Linked DNA regions of Pan troglodytes: region 1 is linked to region 2. A link is a contact called in public capture Hi-C data. All regions are on one chromosome and are shown on one strand. The core of a region is the stretch at or near the end of the contact, and the rest is flanking DNA. Distances in the headings are between cores, read along the strand shown. Region 1 overlaps ARID4B (AT-rich interaction domain 4B). Region 2 overlaps TBCE (tubulin folding cofactor E).

Region 1 (6,734 bases), core at 2,671-5,170, 170 kb after region 2:
CGGATTTTTATATTGTTGAAGATGTGGGATGGGCTTAATTTGGGGGCAGAGGGAGTCCAGTCCCCTTTCTCAAATTCAGCTTTAATAAATATGCCCAATAAGCAAATCTGCAGTTTGCTGTAGTTGAAATGTTGCTAGTGTCTGTGAATGTTAATGAAAAGAATACGCAAATGGGTTTCTGAATACTAATAGTCTAAAGATGTTACTATTCTATACCCTATTTTTGTTAAGAATTATCTATTAAAAATTTAAAAGTGTATCAATTCCTAAATTTTTATATGTTCCTCAGTAGGTACAAATATGCAACTTTTAGTTGATTTATTGTTCTCTTCTATGTTTCATAATTTTAGTTTCCTCATCAGTTTTAATTTATTTTTAACTATACTGTTTGTCTCTGAAAATAAAATTTTACTGGCTAGTATGGCAGAATGTGTTAATAGAGGAGGTTGCAAATTGTGGAAAGTTATGAGCCTGTGGTCATGAAGACTGCCCTGCCATTTGGGTTTTCATAGCAGTAATACCCAGTACCAATTGAACCACAAAGTGAACTGAAATTTCCTTAAATTGTTTCTCTCTCTATAAAACATTAAAAAAAAAATTAATTGATGAGTAAAGCTTGAACATATTCAGTATGTGCAACATGATGAATTGATGTACATTTTATGATTACCACAGTTAAATTAACAAACACATTCATTATCACTTGTGCTGTACATTATATTCCCATCCTTATGATAAAAATTTTTTTTTTTAAATAATTGAGATAGGATCTTGCTGTGTTGCTTGGGCTGATCTTGAACTCCTGTGCTCAAGCAGTCCTGCTTCGGCGTCCCAAATTGCTGGGATTACAGGTGTGAGCCACAATGCGTGGCCATTTTTATGATTTTGGAGCAAAGTGGTGTGAGTCCCTTTTCATATTATTGCTTAAATAAAGCCACTAGTATGCCTGGAATGTAACCATAATTTTGGCCAGGGAAAATGATATGTTAAGAGACCTAAGACAGGTAGGTAAAGTAGGAATGCATTTATTCACTAGGTACAACAGCAATGTAAAGTTATCAAGTTGTAGTTAATAATATAAAAAAATTAGAAAGTATTAGTGCAGAAATGATTATCTTTCTGTAAGGGTATATTCCCATTATGGTATAAATGAACTGATGAATAGGCATTTTCCTAAGTTGATTTTAAAAATTGTATAACTGATATGTTTTGAGTTTACTTTTTATGAAATACATGGAATGTGAAGCAGGTGGCCATTATGGAGGTCTGATATAATTGTGAGCACTCCTGTTATAGCACTAGAATATTGTTTTTTTCCCTTTTTCTTTGGGAAATAGATTACTCTGTATGATAGCTACAACTTTTAGGGGAGAATTTATTTTAAAATCTAAATGAAATTATTCTTTCATTATTTATTACTCGTAACAGCATTTCTCACTTTATATTCTTTGGGATTTCTGTAGGATGTTAATAGATGTCAATAGAAAAGAAAGGGTTCTTTGGACAAATAGATTGGGAAATGTTGAGTTAAAATGTAATCATTTTCTGTATTATAGGGTTTCTCAGATCTTTTAGCTTACATTTATGAATCTCCAAAGTTGAGGCAGAGAAGTAATTCATTCAATATAGTGAATTTCCCCCAACTCCTGCCTCCTTTCCTTTTGGTGGAACGTCCTGGGATGTTAGTACTTTTTATAAAGCACTTTGGAAAAAGCTACTTCCATGATTTTTCTTTGGCTATGGAATTACTATAAGCAGAAGAACTCCTTAGAAATAAAAATGTAGAAATGTACCTGAATGTAAAACTGAGGAAACATAAATATTAGTTAAGGTAGAAGAGTAAATATCCAGCGAATCCCTCCTATTAAAGCATTTAAGATATTTTGGCTTCAAAGTTTTGAGACTTTCCAGATGACTTTCTTCATATAGTTTTCACTAGTAGTTTAAATATACTAACTTTTCTCCCTTATATGCTATACTACATTCTTTTTTGTTTGCTTTTTTGAGACAGGGTCTCACTCTGTGGCCCAGGCTAGAGTTCAGTGGCACGATCACTTTTCACTCCAGTCTCGACCTCTTGGGCTCAAGCAGTCCTCCCACTTCAGTCTCCCGAGTAGCTAGGAGTACAGGCGCATGGCACCATAGCCAGCCAGTTTTTATTTTTTTATTTTGTAGAGTTGGGTTTTCCCTATGTTGCTTGGGGTGGTCTCAAACTCCTGGGCTCAAGTGATCCTCCAGCCTTGGCCTTCCAAAGTTCTGGGATTATAGGCAGGAGCCACCACACCAGGCACTACACTAAACTACCTTAGACTTTTCTAGATAGAGATATAACAGAGCTATTCTGAATCTGGGTGACTGCCAAGATACAGCCTAAATATTAGAAGATTTCCCCCCCACCCCAGAATTTGAGCTTTAAAGATCTGCCTTCTGGCCAGTGGACCCTTTTCTTGTAAGTGGTCATAGAATAAATAAATATTTGAATGAATGAGTGACTAGAGGGGTATACTTGTGAGTGAGCTAATTCATATCATGGACCATATGTATTTAATGGAAATAAGATACCTTTATATTTTATGTGATGTACATTTAAATAGTCTTTATGATAAACATTTTACTTGTTTTTTAATTTATAGTATTTTATAGATTGGTCTTGTTAACATACATTTCATATTATAACTGTTGTAGCTTAACAAGATTAGGCTCACTATTCTGAGGTCTGATTATGAGAAAGAATTAGAGAGTTTAAATCTAATTATATTTCTTTGCATTTTTAGGCCCTTGATGAGCCTCCTTATTTGACAGTGGGCACTGATGTGAGTGCTAAATACAGAGGAGCCTTTTGTGAAGCCAAGATCAAGACAGCAAAAAGACTTGTCAAAGTCAAGGTACAGTATTTATAGATTTTATAAATTGTATGTTCAGCATTTGATATGTAAACTTTTATTTGGTGAGTGTATTTAAGATTTTTCTGCAAAATAAGTTTCTAGGAGTGAAGGTTGTAAAAATACCTCAAAACAAAGCATTTTTTGTTATTTTAAAAGTATTATAATTGGAAAGAAATTAGATGATCACAGTTGGTATTTTGAATGCCATTTCACTATAGACGTCTTATTGTTTGTATAGTGTTTTAGAGCTGGAAAGGAACTTAGAAGTCATCTAGTTTAATTGCTTCATTTTATTACAAGAAAAATGAGGCTCGGAGAGGGTTAGTGATTTCTCCAAGGCCATTATGCCAAATTCATGGCAGAATTGGAACTACCATAGTTCATCAATTTTAAGGCATCACCCCCTCTATTTCAGCCATAAAATTAGAATGTGACTTGTAATTGATGGTGCCTTAGATAACAGTGAAATAAGGTACATCTAGTTGTTGACTCCTTATGCTCTGCCTTTCTTGAAACATCTTTCTAAAGTACTTGAGTTTTGTCTTAATATAGAAAAAGGAATGTAATTGCTTCCATTTTAATAAATTTATCAGCACTGAAAAATACCAGACAGGTGAACTTGAATATAGACATTTATTCATTTGTCAATAATTTATTGAGTGACAAACCTTTTGCAGGGAACTTTTAGGTGGGAAGGAGGATGGGGATATTAGGATGAGATTGACCTGATCTGTCCTCAAGGAATTTATAATCTAGATTAGCAGATACCTTTTAAACCATTGGTTTTTATTTCACCAATTACATAGACTGTAGAGGTGTTGTGCTTCTGTGGAGGGTATCAGTCTCTTCTGGAGCTTTTACTGTTCCTATATTCCTTATGCATGGATGTGTTGAAAAAGCTACCTAGGTGATTCTAATTTACACTCCTGGTTAGGAACCATTGTGATAAGTCCTTTAAATTAACTACAACCTGGTAGGGGGCTAGTCTTGGCCCCACCCTACCTTCAGTTTCCACATGCTTGGTGGTTGGTGCTTTTATAGTGTGCATTTCCTGTTCTGGCTTCACACACTGGTATTCCCCAAGCACTGTTTTTTGCCAGTACTATCCTGTAGAGGAAGAGAAAGCCTTTTATCAATGTTTGTACTTTTTCAGGACTACTGGTAGCACATGTATCACCTTTGTGTGAAGTAGACAAAAGCCCTCTCTCCTGGTGGAAAGCCTTCTTAGCAGCGCTTGGCATGCAGATAGCAAGTTTGTGCCAGTTGGAAAAGACATTCTCTTTGGACAGGAGCTGTGTCACTCCAGGACCCATGCTTTGGCCCACAAAGCAAAGGCTGGATTTAAGCCCCATCTTGCATCCTTAGCTGCACATTTCCTGTATAATGAATGAACTAGGAAAATGACATGTAGCAGTCCTGCCATTTCTTGCTGTAAATGAAAGGAACAAAACTCTTACTGGACTCTACTGCCTCTATTGATAGCACAGAGTACCTTGTGCCTTATAAGTAATGAATATCTAAAGCTTATTTTTAATTTTTTCGGCTGCCCTAAAAATTTGTTTCTGTGGAGGTGATGTCCATTAAAACACATACACAAGGAAAAAGAAAGTGTATTTCATTCAGTGATTTTGTCAGTAGATATAGGGATATATTTTTTAACATGTTTAATTTGTTTATGATTCAAAGTTAATATATTTTTAACAAATTTGTTGATATGTTTTCACTACCTGTTTTCATTTGTTGAACATTAACTATGTGCTAAGCTCTATCTAAAGGTGAAACTCTAGTGTTAAGACCTAGTCTCCATCTGTAAGTAGCTTATAGTTTAAGTGAAGGGCACAGATATCTAAACATGTGATTTAAATAAAAAGTGTGATAATGCTTTTGTATGACACAGAAATGCCTGGGATGCTGTGGGTATAAGGCATCTCCGTTCATAGCTGGTTTTTGAGTGGGCCTGCCTGTTACCTAAAATAATTATCACATATACCTGATAAAGACCATGTTAATGATTCAATCCCTATAAGAACTCTTTTCCCTTGTTAGAGAAAACAATTGTTTTCTATACTGAGTAGTGGAAGCTATCTTGTTTTTCACCAGCTAATTAAATATTTAAATTTGAACTCATTATTTTAACTTACTCTTTTCACCTCTGGTTTCCCATTCTCTGATTTCTGTAATGATATAGAGCACAGTAAAGTTCTGGAACTAGACTGCCTACATTTAAATATCAGCTCCACCATGTCTAGCTCTGTAAACTTGGACCAGGTACTTACACTTTCTGTTTTTTGTTTTGTTCTGTTTTGCTTTTGAGACGGAGTCTTGCCCTGTCCCCCAGGCTGGAGTGCAGTGACGCAATCTCGGCTCACTGCAACCTCCACCTCCCTGGTTCAAGTGATTCTCCTGCCTAAGCCTCCGGAGTAGCTGGGATTAACAGGCATGCGCCACCATGCCTGGGTAATTTTTGTATTTTTAATAGAGATGGGGCTTCACCATGTTAACCAGACTGGTCCCATCTCCTGATCTCAGGTGATCCACCTGCTTCGGCCTTCCAAAGTGCTGGGATTACAGGGATGAGCCACCGCACCTGGCCTGTTTCTCAGTTTTCTTATCAACAAAATGGGAACAGTCATACCTACCTAATAGGGTTGTTGTGAAGATTAAATGTTTGGTACTAGAGACTGATGCTCAGATCTCAGTTAAGTGTTTGCTGCTACTGTTTATTATTAAGGTAGGCCTTCACAAAATGATATAATACCTAATAGCCTAAAATCCCCATATCTTTCTTTCTCATTTTTTAGGAAAAGCAATTTTACAACTAAATTCATAACTGATAGTATTGAAATAAAGGATTATATGTGGGACCAGGCGTGGTGACTCACACCTGTAATCCCAGCACTCTGGTAGGTCAAGGCGGGCGGATCACTTGAGGTTGGGAGTTTGAGACCAGCCTGGCCAACGTGGTGAAACCCCGTCTCTATTAGAAATACAAAAATTAGTTGGCCTGGTGGTAGGTGCCTGTAATCCTAACTACTTGAAAGGCTGAGGTAGGAGAATCACTTGAACCCTGAGGTGGAGGTTGCAGTGAGCCAAGATTGCGCTACTGCACTCCAACCTGGGCGACAGAGTGAGACTGTATATCAAAAAAGAAAAAAGTTAAAAAAAAAAAAAAAGAATGACATGTGGAACATCTAGTAATTTAGATGTGCTATCATTGATTACTTTTATTTTTGAAAACTGAGATACGGTCTGGGCAGTTGTCTGTAAATAATTTTTTAGTTAATCTACTTAGGGATTGGGATGTTGTATAAACTAGGCAGCTATTATTTTATATTTCTTTTACTACAAATGAATAATTGGTGCATTGATGAGCTTGTGTTGCTTGGTTTATTTTTGGTGGCTAATTAAACTTATAATCTCTAGGTGACATTTAGACATGATTCTTCAACAGTGGAAGTTCAGGATGACCACATAAAGGGCCCACTAAAGGTAATTCATGTATTCATTGTTAATTCTAATGGTTGTTTGGGAAAAAATAATCATACTTGGTATTAATTCATTGGCTCTTTTGTTATTGAGTTGATAAATTCAATATGTAATTTTCTCTAAAAAGACTAATAGAAAAAATAGACTTAATCTCAGTGACTAAGGAGGCTGAGGCAGGAGGATAGCTTGAGGCCAGGAGTTCAAGGTTGCAATAAGTTATGATTGTGTACACTGCACTTGGGGACAGCATGAGATGCTGTCTTTTAAAAAAAAGATTTAATATTAAATAATACTTGATATGATAGTAAAACCAAACAGTTTATTCAGAAATAAAATGAGTATCAAAGAAGCATTGACTACATT
Region 2 (6,134 bases), core at 188-2,687:
ACACAAGCCTCACCCCAGCACACGACCTTCTACGGGGCACCATTACCATAGGAATCTCCAGATAAATAGCATCTACAGGGGAGAGAAGAGGGGTCAACTTGGGACACATGTTCAAAAGTGCATGACTTAGGAATTGAGAGGGTGTCCGGTAGCCTGGAAGCAGTTGTAACAGTATCACTCCAACTGCCCCTGATACAGGGATTCAGAGAGGATAACACAGTGGGGCTGGAAAAGCAAAGCCGACAGGCAACACAAGTGGAGGTGAGGGGCTAGGTGCAGGTGCAGCACCATCAGGAAGGGGCACAGCTTAGCCAGGTCCCCGCAGAGAAAGACAGAGGAGCTTGCAGCAGGACCGGGCCAGCTACTGGAGGAGCTACACTCTCATCTAATATGTGTATGTGTGGAAATTATTCAATGCACTCGTCTATTCTGCAAGTAATTATTTAGGGCCAGGAGCATCGCAGTGAGCAAAGCAGAGTGTCATCGGGGAGAGACGATCGCGACACAGGGGCCTCAACAGTGTGTCACAGGCAGGCCTGTCTGTGCTCAGGGACAGAGCAGGGCATGCAGGAAAGGTGTGTGGCTGTTCTATATGCAGTGCCCAGGGAAGGCCACCTCCTCTAAGAGGGCATCTGAGCAGAGAGCTGAGGGAAATGGGGGAACGCCATCTGGGAGAGGAGCACATGGCGGAGGAGTGACAAGAGCAAAAGGCCCTGGGGTGGGAACGAGCTCAGCCTATGACCGGGACCGCCAGCGCCTGTGTGACTGGAGCAGAGGGGCTTGGGGGTACTAGAAACAAGGTCACAAGGAACAAGGGGCCAGGCCACATCACAAAGGGCCTTGCAGGCCACTTCAAAGTCTGTTTGAAACGGACTTTTCAACGTTTGCTTGAAACGGGAGATATTGGAGGCTTTGAAACAGCGACAGGTGACCTGGGCCCTTTAAAAATCACTCTGCTTTGACTTTGATCTACATTATGTCAGAAAACAAAACAACAACAGCAAAAAAAAACCAGTAAAAGTCACTGTGCTTCTGAGTTGAGCATAACTGCAGGGAAACAAAGGAGGGCCGGGAGTCTCCAGGAGGCCGGAGCAAACCAGCAGCATGAGAGGGCAGAACACGTCAGAGGGGGTGTCTGACTCTGGAAGTGGGGCTCACAGGATTTGCCAATGGATTTAGGTGTGGGGCATGGGAGAAAGGGAGTGTCAAGGACAACTCCAAGATCTGTGGCCTGTGCAACTGGAACTGTCATTTATTAAGAGGGAAAAGACTACAGGATGAGCAGGCGTGGGTCTTAGTTTTGGACATGCTAAATCTATGATGGCTATGAGACATCCAGACAGAGGTATCAAAGCTGCAGCTGTAGAGACAGATGTGGAAGAGGGCAGGCCGTGGAGGAGTGCCAGCCACACCCCAGAAGGTCTCTCAAGAAGCCCAGGGCTCCCAAGTCTGAGCCTTGGGGCACACCCAACACTCTGCAACCAGAGAAAGGTCCCACAGAAGCGACTGAGGAGGAGTGGCCAGCGACAGAAGAAGAGCTCTAAGATCCAGGCCAGGCGCAGCGGCTCACGACTGTAATCCCAGCACTTTGAGAGGCCAAAGTGGGCGGATCACCTGAGGTCAGGAGTTCGAGACCAGCCTGGCCAACACGGTGAAACCCTGTCTCTACTAAAGATACAAAAATCGACCGGGAACTGTGGCTCATGCCTATAATCCCAGCACTTTGGGTGGCCGAGGCGGGCGGATCACCTGAGGTCGGGAGTTCGAGACCAGCCTGACCAACATGGAGAAACCCCGTCCCTACTAAAAATACAAAATTAGCCGGGCATGGTGGCGCATGTCTGTAATCCCAGCTACTCGGGAGGCTGAGGCAGGAGAATCGCTTGAACCTGGGAGGCGGAGGTAGCAGTGAGCCAAGATCATGCCATTGCACTCCAGCCTGGGCAACAAGAACGAAACTCTATCTCAAAAAAAGAAAAAAAAAACAAAAACAAAATCAGCCAAGCGTGGTGGCACGCATCTGTGGTCCCAGCTACTCAGGGGGCTGAGGCAGAAGAATCGCTTGAACCTGGGTGCCAGAAGGTTGCGGTGAGCCAAGATCGCGCCACTGCACTCCAGCCCAGTGAAAGAGCAAGACTCCATCTCCAAAAAAAAAAAAAAAAAAAAAAAAAAGAACTCTAAGATCCAGTAATAACAACAGCAGCAGCGACAGCCACCACCCGCACTGCTGCTGCCACTGCTAACCAGACCCAGGCACTATGCTGATTGCTGGGTTGTTTTGCTTTCTCATAGCAGAACAAACGGTGGCACAGCAGTCACAGAGCTGTGTCACTGTGTGCAAATGAACAAGTGGGAAGTTACACCCAAGTCAGCCTCGATCCAAAATCCATATCACTGCACTCCATAAAGCAACAGGGAGTCATCAAACATACATAAAACGTGGAGAAAGTTTCATTACAAAAACAGTGGCATCACTCCAAAGCATTGGTTAGAAAGGAAATAATTTTAGGCAGGAACCAATTAGGAAGCTCTGCAAGAAGGTCAGGAACAAGGGAAGGACGGCAGAGAAGATGCGAAGAAAGGGATGACTCCATACCCGGTCGCCAGCTACCCATGCCCGAATCCTGCCAGCTGCCTGGACTATTACAGCCCAAGAGCTAACAATGGGGTCTACCCTCGTAAACAGTTGCATTTCAACCGGTAATATGAGTACCTGCAGAATAGCCTTGATTTTGCCGTGGCCGTCGCATCAAATGGAAGGGAAAAGAGTCGGTGCAGGCTGCCGAAAATTCCAGACCCGGCAAACACCCTCCAGGTCCCCTCGGGCTCCTCCTCCGCCCTTGGGCCCACACCTGCATGATGGCTTCTGTAAACTGCTCCTCCGCCCCTCCTCCTCAGCCTCCTCTCGGCTGCCCTGGCTTCCTGACACCGCCTAACACAGGCTCATGCGAGGGGTGCTTTCTCGGCCTCTGGGTGACACTTTGGCCACCCTGTGTTTCCATTAACCCCACTAAATCGGCTGTTAGGCTGCTGAGGAAGGATTTAAGTCTAATCACACTTCCCTCACTGCTGCTTCCCATTATGTAGCCTAGAGTTATTGTTTCTAAGGTCTATACAGAGCACACAGACCACCTACATCCCGAAATCAACCACGAACAACAGCTGTCAATATGTGGTCGCCCCTCCCACACACACTGTTCAAGGAGCCCCCGTGAAAGCACAGGCCAAGCACCTGGGCACAGACTCTCCTCCGCAGGTCATGAGGAGGAAGCTCATCCCCTCCCCTGGAAGTGCCCTCAGATTTGACACACCCGGGTCTGCAGCTCTCCCACTGCCTCGAGTTCTGGTAGAGTAAATAACCTCAAAGACAGACCAACCCAAAAAAGGATGACTGGATTAAGCACCCAAAGCAATACTTCAACTTCTGGCGAGAATTCAATCGGGAGCTGCAAGACATTTATCACTGTATCTGCAAATACCAATCATGACTTGATTATCTTCATGAAACCTCATTTCTTCGTGTCCTGGGGGACATTTTTCTCCAGAAAAGTGCAGTATAAACAAACAACATGCTGATTCTTCAGGACACTGCTGACAGCTCTGAGCAACCCAACAGCCAGCACTCCCAAACCCATTTACCGCCACATCTGCCCTTTTTTTTGAGACGGAGTCTCGCTCTTGTCGCCCAGGCTGGAGTGCAATGGCGCGATCTCGGCTCACTGCAACCTCTGCCTCCCAGGTTCAAGCGATTCTCCTGCCTCGGCTTCCCAAGTAGCTGGGACTACAGGCGCCCACCACCATGCCTGGCTAATTTTTGTACTTTAGTAGAGATGGGGTTTCACCACGTTGGCCAGGCTGGTCTCAAACTCCTGACCTTAGGTGATCCACCTGCCTCAGCCTCCCAAAGTGCTGGAATTACAGGCGTGAGCCACCACACCTGGCCCCCGCCGTTTTTTTTTTTTTTTTGAGATGGAGTCCTGTTCTGTCACCCAGGCTAGAGCACAGTGGTGTGATCTCGGCTCACTGCAATCTCTGCCTCCCAGGTTCAAGTGATTCTCCTGCCTCAGCCTCCTCCTGAGTAGCTAGGATTAGAGGCGCCCGTAACCATACCCAGTTAATTTTTTGTATTTTTAGTACAGACAAGGTTTCACCACGTTGGCCAGGCTGGTCTTGAACTCCTGACCTCAGGTGATCCACCCGCCTTGGCCTCCCAGAGTACTGGGATTACAGGCATGAGCCACTGTACACAGCCCGATTACCAATCTTCTGAAATAGTTTAGGAATAGGCCAGGCAGAATGCAGAATGCTCTGACACTGCTGTGGCACTGGCTCCTCAGCAAACTCTTTTCTGCATCCTCTTCAATTCCCCTCACTCCAGCTGCCTACTTCTGAAAATGACCTCATATTTGCAGCACACTGGGGTCAACGGAGGAGGCTGCTCAGGGGCAGAGACTGGCAGAGACAGGCAGAGACCTGTGCAGCTACCACAGGTCCCAACAGACCCCCAGACTGTTTCCCCCAAGGGAACTGAACCCTCAGACACACAGATGGAGAGAGGTCTGATCTAATTTCCTTCACTGCACTGTCGGGGCATTTTGCCAAAGAGAGCTACTTCACCTGGCATCTCTTCACTCAGAAAAAAACTGATCAAAACTGGTATTTTTTGCAAAAGTTATTATGTACAGATCAGACAGACTTAATGAATTGGGAAAAGACCTTTTAAAGTTAAAGAAAGTCTATTTGGTTTCCATGGGAAATTTCTTTCTTTTTTTTTGAGACAGAGTCTCACTCTGTTACCCAGGCTGGAATGCAATGGCATGACCTCACTCACTGCAACCTCCGCCTCCCGGGTTCAAGCAATTCTCCCTGCCTCAGCCTCCCAAGTAGCTGGGATTACAGGCATGCACCACCATGCCTGGCTAATTTTTGTATTTTTAGTAGAGATGGAGTTTCACCATGTTGGCCAGGTTGGTCTCAAACTCCTGACCTCAGGTGATCCGCCCACCTCGGCCTCCCAAAGTGCTGGGATTACAGGCATGAGCCACTGCGCCCAGCCTCCATGGGAAATTTCTTAATAGAAACGGGGTCTCCCAGGCTGAAGTACAGTGGCATGATCATGGCTCATCACAGCCTCAAACTCCTGGGCTCAAGCAGTCCTCCCACCGCAGCCTCCCGAGTAGCTGAGATGACAGGCACATGCCACCACACCCAGTTTTGTTTTGCTTTGTTTAATTTTTTATAGAGACAAGGTCTCGCAATGTTGCCAAGGCTGGTCTCAAACAGTCCTCCAGTCTCAGCCTCCCAATGCTGAGATTACCATGCTGAGATTACCAGCATGAGCCACCATGCCCATCCTTGAAATTTTCTTTTAACTTACCTCCAACATTTTTGCTTTCGGGCAAAAAAGAAATATATGACAAAAATAACACTAATAAGAGAAGGTAGAGAAAAGAGATTCCAAACTTCATAAAGAGCCTCTGTTGGGGTATTATAACAAACTGCATTCAGCTGCATGAAACAGAACCAGAGTCTTTCCCACTAAAATAACTGCATGAGGCCAGGTATGTGGCTCACACCTACAATCTCAGCACTTTGGGAGGCCGAGGCAGGGGAATCACCTCAGGTCAGGAGTTCGTGACCAGCCTCGCCAATGTGGCGAAACCCCATCTCTACTAAAAATACAAAAATTAGCCAGACGAGGCCAGGCGTGGTGGCTCACGCCTGTAATCCCAGCACTCTGGGAGGCCAAGGTGGGCGGATCACCAGGTCAAGAGATCGAGACCATCCTGGCCAACATGGTGAAACCCCGTCTCTACCAAAAATACAAAAATTAGCTGGGCATGGTGGCGGGCGCCTGTAGTCCCAGCTACTTGGGAGGCTGAGGCAGGAGAATTGCTTGAACCCGGGAGGCGGAGGTTGCAGTGAGCTGAGATCACGCCACTGCACTCCAGCCTGGCAACAGAGCGAGACTCCGTCTCAAAAAAAAAAAAAAAAATTAGCCAGACGTGGTGGCGGGCACCTGTAATCCCAGCTACTTGGGAGGCTAGGGCAGAAGAATCACTTGAACCTGGGAGGCAGAAGTTACAGTGAGCTGAGATCACGCCACAGCACTCCAGCCTAGGCGACAGAGCAAG

What was found. Capture Hi-C pulls out chosen DNA fragments and counts their contacts.
Region 1: a contact with region 2 is called in a capture Hi-C map of stem cell-derived neural stem cells, with 4 times the contacts expected there. The contact joins two enhancer-like sites. A contact is called at or near these places in 2 of 7 Hi-C or Micro-C datasets (induced pluripotent stem cells and stem cell-derived neural progenitor cells) and 1 of 1 other capture datasets (stem cell-derived neural stem cells).

The regions. Positions count from the first base shown.
Region 1 is chr1:13,910,096-13,916,829 of NHGRI_mPanTro3-v2.0_pri, forward strand. ARID4B (AT-rich interaction domain 4B) reads left to right here. Exons shown (of 25, transcript XR_010156663.1): 3 at 2,775-2,885; 4 at 6,309-6,374. Among named protein-coding and RNA genes, the nearest start is that of GGPS1, 65 kb to the left of the region's middle. Within about 2 kb of position 3,921, at least 2 of the 24 cell types and tissues checked have an H3K27ac peak or open chromatin away from gene starts, as enhancers often do. A contact at or near this core is called in stem cell-derived neural stem cells, where this site is marked.
Region 2 is chr1:13,739,429-13,745,562 of NHGRI_mPanTro3-v2.0_pri, forward strand. All of the region lies in intron 4 of TBCE (tubulin folding cofactor E), which reads right to left. Among named protein-coding and RNA genes, the nearest start is that of TBCE, 63 kb to the right of the region's middle. Within about 2 kb of position 1,438, at least 2 of the 24 cell types and tissues checked have an H3K27ac peak or open chromatin away from gene starts, as enhancers often do. A contact at or near this core is called in stem cell-derived neural stem cells, where this site is marked.